Regions from separate parts of the Oryctolagus cuniculus genome. Here region 1 is linked to region 2. A link is a contact called in public Micro-C data. All regions are on one chromosome and are shown on one strand. Each heading gives the region's core, a stretch centred on a gene start, on an enhancer-like site or on the middle of the called end of the contact. The rest is flanking DNA. Distances are from core to core; before and after follow the strand shown.

What was found. Hi-C and Micro-C count contacts between places; a contact is called where the count stands out from the background.
Region 1: a Micro-C map of ear pinna shows a contact between it and region 2, with 5 times the contacts expected there. The contact joins the promoter of NEMF here to the promoter of VCPKMT in region 2. A contact is called at or near these places in 4 of 6 Hi-C or Micro-C datasets (ear pinna, psoas muscle, skin fibroblasts and 1 more).

What each region holds. Positions count from the first base shown.
Region 1 is chr12:26,230,796-26,234,354 of mOryCun1.1, reverse strand. NEMF (nuclear export mediator factor) reads right to left here and starts at 1,594. Exons shown (of 33, transcript XM_070053688.1): 1 at 1,262-1,594; 2 at 508-576; 3 at 257-359. The coding sequence starts at 1,320. It also overlaps RN7SL1.
Region 2 is chr12:25,998,172-26,001,619 of mOryCun1.1, reverse strand. It overlaps VCPKMT (valosin containing protein lysine methyltransferase), which reads right to left and starts at 1,316. Exons shown (of 6, transcript XM_051822818.2): 1 at 484-1,316; 2 at 296-406; 3 at 50-122. The coding sequence starts at 749. SOS2 (SOS Ras/Rho guanine nucleotide exchange factor 2) reads right to left here. Exons shown (of 23, transcript XM_002718299.5): 23 at 1,327-3,035. The coding sequence ends at 2,526.

The DNA.
Region 1 (3,559 bases), core at 345-2,844, 230 kb before region 2:
CGACCACCGAGCTGTTCTAAGGGGAGCCGGGGGTTAGAGGGTAAACGTAACAAACGCTTGCTCTGGAAGGGGCTGTGTGAGGGCAGTATGCAGAAGGCAGTGACTGGGCAACAGCTCCACTCGTCCCACTGTCAGCTGCTCCCTCGGCCCTTACACTTCCTTACAGCAAAAGAAAGCCAAACACCTTCCAAACTCAGCTGCTGGAGACCAATCCCAGGGCCTTAACATTCAGCTTCGAGTAGCACTTAAGATTTACCTTCATAGCAAAACTAGACGGCATCATATTTTTTGGCCACTCAAATTCTGTTGTGTGAATTCGTATGCCAGATTCAAGGAGGAGTGTAGCTTTAAAGTCTGGCCTGCAGAAGAAAAAAATATTTCTTTTAGGGCATATTACCAACGGTACCTCTGGGAGAAGACACACAGTACAGGTTTAAAAAACACACACACACACACAATCATCTCATATTTAATTACCAAAATCAAAAGTACATAAAGCGTTCTTACTTTTGAAGACGGATAAGGTAAGTCTTATTATCCACATCATAAACATTGTTTACTCTCATTCCTAGCAAGCTGAAAAGACAAGGAAAACATGTAACAAATCATACTCCAGTTTGAAACAAAAAATTACAATTAAAGGTACGAAAAAAGGAACTTCCGCTCTAAGGATCTGGGGTCAACCATTCGAGAACAGAGTGGCTATCAGCCAGACATCTCTGCAACGACTCGACACTCTTGGGGGCGGGTGGAGGACAACTCATTAACGTCTAATCCAATGATGTGTTGCAAAGACGAATAAAAATAAACGCGCCCCCTGCAAGCCTGACAAAGCTCGCACAGCTGCAGAGGGGCGAGCCTGCAATCCAGGTCTCAGTTCAGATCTGCAAAACCCAGCTAACACCCGGCTAGCGGGACGGCGCCCCCGCTCTCGGCGGGGTGCCGAAGACATCTGGCCTCTGCTCTCTCCAAGCTCCGCGGCCAGAGGCCACTCCGGCGTCTCGCGGTCTCCCACACGTCTGCCCCAGCCCGGCCAGTGGAGACGCCGCGCCAGCCACGCACCAGGGCTGCGGGAGCGACAGGTGGCCCCTGGCGGGCCACCGCAAAGACGCCCTGCACTCGCCCAGCCCGGCCTAGCCAGGTCCAGGGAAAAACACCACCAGGAGAGAGCCAACAGCAGGCTGGTCTCGCTCCCACCACGGGGCCCCGGCCTGGCCTCCTGCGCTGCCCGCGAGAGCCGCGGTCCCCTGCGAGACCGTACCTCGCATTCAGCTCCGCGAGTACCGCGCAGAGGTCAATGGTGCTAAACCGGGTCTTCATGGCGAGGTCCGAAGGTAGCCACCGCAGTTCTCGCCGCCGACTGCCCGACTGGACGCCGCGACGCTTCCGCGCAGGCGCACTTGGCGGTCATCTACGGCCGCCCGGAGGATCCAATATTCCTTGAAGCGAACGTCTTTGCGTCAGCAGCCTGAAGAAGGCTGTCAAGATGCCTTCAGACTTCCTTTCTGTGGTACCGAAAACAATTCAGAGTAGGTCCAAAATGTTTTCTCGGATCTGCAGTGCTGTCCTGACCGCGTACGGACGGAACCAGATAGCTTCCCGCCCCGCAGGCGGGGACTCGCGCCGGCCCCCACAGTGACCCCTACTGGTCGTCGCCATTTTCGCGGCGGAGGCAGGCGGCCGGGCTCCGGCACCGAGAACCACCACCCGGTTCGGCCCGGGTGCTGGGACTTGTGGCATTTTTAAAAGTAACGAAGCGGAACTCTTGGGTTCGTCCTGTGACGACCCTTAACGATTAGGAGGAACCTTCGGAAAGGACGTCCTACTTCATAGGGGCGGTGTAGGGTTGCTGGACACTCGGCGTGGTGCTGGGTATACAGCTGGCGCCCCATGAACGCAACCTGAAATAGTCAAGTGCTTTCGCTAGAGAGCAGTGAAGTAAAATAAGACAAGATTTCCGGGAGGGTGTGGGGTGTGGAGGAAGAGTTTAAAAGGGGGTGGGGGGCTTGTTGTGTCAGGATAGGTGCGTGGTCGCAAAAGCCGACTTTAAAGGGTGAGGACGCAAAAGAGACAGGGTCTCGCTATGTTGCCCAGGCTGGAGTGCAGTGGCTATTCACAGGCGCGATCCCACTACTGATCAGCACGGGAGTTTTGACCTGCTCCGTTTCCGACCTGGGCCGGTTCACCCCTCCTTAGGCAACCTGGTGGTCCCCCGCTCCCGGGAGGTCACCATATTGATGCCGAACTTAGTGCGGACACCCGATCGGCATAGCGCACGACAGCCCAGAACTCCTGGACTCAAGCGATCCTCCGGCCTCAGCCTCCCGAGTAGCTGGGACTACAGGCGCGCGCCACCGCGCCCGGCGGCTGCCGAGGCTGCAGGCGGCGGGCTTGAGTGTGGCTGCAACGCGACTTCCCGCCAGCAGGGGGCGGTGCGAAGCAGAAAGCGGGCGGCGGGCTGGAAAGAAGTCAGGGAATCGCCAGGTGCCCAGCGGTGCAGAGTCGCCGGCCGTGCAGAACAGCGGCAGATATAGAAGGAAAGACTGGGAGTCAAGGTGACCCTGGTCCAAACCAATCGCGTGAGGTCTAACTGCACAACTAAGCTCACCCCTAAGGCATGTCCAACAAAGCGGTTATTTTTGCATAGGAACAGCCCGTGTAAAGGCTCCGCACTGAAACACGTTTTTGAAAAAGTTGGGCTCTTTGATGGCACAACTCCCACCTTGCAGCGCTACAAAGATATGAGAGGAACAGGATACCAATTTAAGTTTGCAGCAGGACAGTTAGCCCGTCCACTAATTAATACTTTGTTTCTACTTTGGGGAGAAAGAAGGGGCATCCAAAGGTATATTCAAGAACATCCCTAAGAGGAGTAAAGATACAAAGGGCTTCAAAAAGTACAGGGACAAAATGAAATGTTAAAAGGAATTTTTTGGTGCAAAAAAATAACCCTTGAAATCCATGTGTAGTTTTTTCTTAACGCTCATTTTTCATGAGCTTTTCTTCATATGCATGGATTTCAGAACACTTTGTGCCAAATAAACATCTTTTAATTCAGTTTTCCATGAGCTTTTTAGAAATACCCCATAAGTGTAAAGATTACAAGGGAACTTTAATTACTACTGGATTCTATCATTTTTAAGAATATCATATATCTATTTTGAGAAAATTCTGAACCAAAGATACTTGAAAACTGTGGAAAAAAGAAGAGGTAACAGGAGAAAGGGAAATTGTTTGATTTTCAAAAGGAAGATATGAAAGCAAATACCTGAAACTGTAAGCAAGTGTGCTGACCTTCGACCCGACCAAAAACTTTCAGTGGATTATTAATGGGTGACTTAGGGCACCCATGGCTGTTTCTCAACCTTTAATATGCAGTAAAACATTCCTGGGAGAGCATTTGGCCTTGTGGATAAAATGCCAGGTAAGACCCCCGAGATCGGTCCCGGCTCTGTCTCCTGACTTCAGCTTCCCACCAATGCAGACATTTCCAGGCAGCCCTGGGGATCCGTGCTGGATCCCTGCCACCCACTGGGAGACCTAGATTCAGCTCCCAGCT
Region 2 (3,448 bases), core at 67-2,566:
CGAAATACAGCTCATCTCAAGGAGGAGACTTCGCTCACTGAATGCTTACCTCTTCATAGTATATGCAGTCGGCCATCAGTATGTAGTCTGGTGGCGAAGGAAAGTCTTCTATTTCTTCCCCCCTTAAAAACGTCAAACAAATATTTTAATTGTTGCTTGAATCATGTACCATACTCTTGTCTTATAATAAAAGAACTGGAAACTCCCCTTCGTATTAACCACCCTTTCGGTGAAAAGCAATTTAAAGGCAGGCTACAGATCGCTATCTTAAAACAAGCTGAAAGGCCATACAAACCATTTCAGTACCTTGGCTTGAACAGAACCAGTGACAAGATGCTTGTTCATGTCAATATTCATCTTCAGCAGGTCCTGCAGTTCCTCAAGATCGGTGACTACAACATGTGCCCTACAAAACAACGTCGATGAGGACTAGGCACAGGCTGCGCAGTGGGCACCGGGCTGCACCCCGCCGCCAGCGCTTACCCTAGGGTGGCGGCCATGAGTCCCACGGCTCCGGTGCCTGAGCCCAGTTCCAGGACCGACCGCCGGCTCAGCAGGTGCGTCCCGTCGCCAGAAAACCCGGGTGTTTCCAGGTATTTAGAAAGGACAATAGCTGCGTCCCAGACAACGCAACCCACGCCACCGGAGCTATACTGCTGCAGGCGTAGCACCGTGCCATCCCGCTTCTCCAAAACTCGCACAAAGCTCCGTAGTGGGTCCTCCTCCGACGTCTCCGCAGTTGCCGCCATCGCAGCCAAACCACAGGATGCGGCGCATGCAGTGACGTCACACCCACGCGCACGCCCCGCGGCCCCGCCCTGAGTGGCGGAGCTGGCCGCATGGTGCCACGGCGCGTGCGCGAGTTCCCAAAGCCGCGGGGGCACCGTTACGTGGGCGGGACCGAGCGCTATGCCCCGCCTCCCCAACCCCTAGTCAGCAGAAATCTCTTTTCCAGAAAAACCGAGTGCGATAACCCGCCTGTAATAAAACAAAGGAAACTTCACATTGTTTCTGTATGGATGGAGACGGATTCGCACGGTGGTCACCGCCTTAAGTTCAGGCAACTTCCAAGATCCAACCAAAGACGGCTGTGATCCCGAGTCTCCTCGCCTGCTGGCTCCCGGTTTTCACAGGAATGCGTACAAACGTTGCTGAAGCTTGTCGTTTGGGCTTAACAGTGAAGGCAGTTATTCCTCTAGAGTTTACGTCAGTTAAATTCTTTGGGATTATGTGATGTGTTGCACAAAACAAAATAACGTGTGTATGAATCTACAGGATTCAATCTCTCCTTGGTTTCTTATAATAAAAACACGTATTTTAAAAGCCTTTTAAAAATTAAGACTGGGTGATTTATTAATCTTGTTAAGAACTCTGATACAAAGCACAGTAAAAGGCCACAGACCAGTAAATAAACAACGTGGCTTTGGGCTACTTTACAATTGCTGCTACAGCACTGTCCGCAATATGCTTTTCATCACTTCCAATGAGGGTGTACAAATACCAAAAAAAAAAAAAGTGTCACTCCTCTGATTAAAAAGTTTAATAAAGCTTTAAGTATTTGCTGGTTTAAATATTACCAATCTAAAAAATTTTTTTAAAACATTTCAGTTAACAGGAGATTTACAGAGACGGTTACTAGGTTTTGAAGGCAAGGCGGTTGGTTCCTATGCCATAAGAAGTTTCTCCTCTGAATTTACGCATTAGTAAAGTAGCAGATTGTATTATAGTCCTCAAGTCACTGAAATTTATATAGGTTATTAGCATTATCTTTAAATATACAATATAAACAAAACTGTACATTGATGGCATATTTGTTTTCCAAAACAATAGGCAACTGATGAGCTAAAGACACCGTAGTCTGCCAAAAACAAAGGCACATCTGAGTGAGATACATGCCCTTTCTCCTCTATGATCGGGTTATGTAGTCCTTGCTTACATCTGACAAAATAATAAACAGTGCATTCTATTATTTTCATCCTACTTTTCATTTTTGTCTTCAGCAGCAAATACTGGCATTTAAGACATGGCATTAAACAGTTTAAGAACTGTGGGTGTTATTCACAATTCTCCTAGATGTAAAAACTAGAAGTAAAAACTAGAAGATGGTCAAAGAGGTTTAAAAATCAGTAACACCATTAGCTTCCATGTTTATGTAAATTCATTGCCTTAAAAAGGCAGCTATTACTCAAATTTGAAAAATTCCACAAAAGCACTATCCCTTTTCAGTGCAATCAATGTCACTTTAAATCATATTTTAGCAGAGTCTACAGTGCAATTATAAATTCATTATACTGGCCTTTTGGCAGCACTGAGGATCCAAGACAAGGCAATGCTACTGACCACCTGAGGAAAATGGTGCACGACTTTTGAATTTTTATTTTTCCAATTCTTAAAAGCTTATTTGATCAGTAGCATTTTTGTAAAAGCATTACAAAATAGTACTAAAATACTATGCCTTTTTTGAATAAATTAAAAAAAAACTTTACAAATACTATTCCAGTGTCAATGACTACATATGGCTAAGGTCATTGAGGAGTTTCTGCATTTTCTAACAAAGACAGTCCATACAACGGAGGGTGCGAAAGTTCCCGTTTGTAAGTCTTTGGTGGCAGTTTTGGTAGGTGAGGGCTTGAATTCTGCCTTGGAGGGACAGGTGGAGCTGGAGGATGAACAAGATTATTGTGACTAGAACTAAGAACATAGCATCGACGCGGTACCCTTGGAGAGGGAGTGCTAGGAGGAGTGCTTGGTGAATTCGGACATGTATTAACGTCTCTGAACCACTCTGGATCTCGGTGAAGATGTCCCAGTGGAGGAGGCTGAAGATTAAATGGACAGTTGATAAAGTGTTCTGGAGGCCGAAGGGGAACCGGTGGAGGGGTATCAGGAAGAGGATCTCTTGGCGGTGGTGGAGGTGGGCTGTGCAGAGGTCCATCAAATGCACTAGCAGGAACAGGAACTCTGGGTTTTACCTTTGGAGGAGGAGGCTGTCTCGGTGGAATAGCAGGAGGGTCATCATCAGATTTCATATTCCCCTCAAGAAAAAATAAAGTAAGTAAGCTACTTTTCTGTTCTCCTGAAAATTTTGTAATAAAAATTTAAAGGATGCTGTATCAAGTTAAATCCAGAGGCTCAGAATGGATCAATCTGATTTAATTATCATATTTATGAGTAAATTCCTCCCAGATGAATTCAGGGTTCAATTTAATATTTTTATATGAGATATTTAAATTGAAAACTTAGAAAAGGAGAGGGAGGGAGAGTGGGAGGAAGAAACATGAAAGGAAGAAGAGAATATCATTATACAAGCTGTATCTATGAACTATATTTGAATCTGTTAAAATCCAAATAATTTTTAAAAATATAAATAAATAAATGGATAACAGAACATAAATCCTCAGGTTATTTTGCTGGTCTTACATTGTAGAAGTTTATTTATTTGAATTAC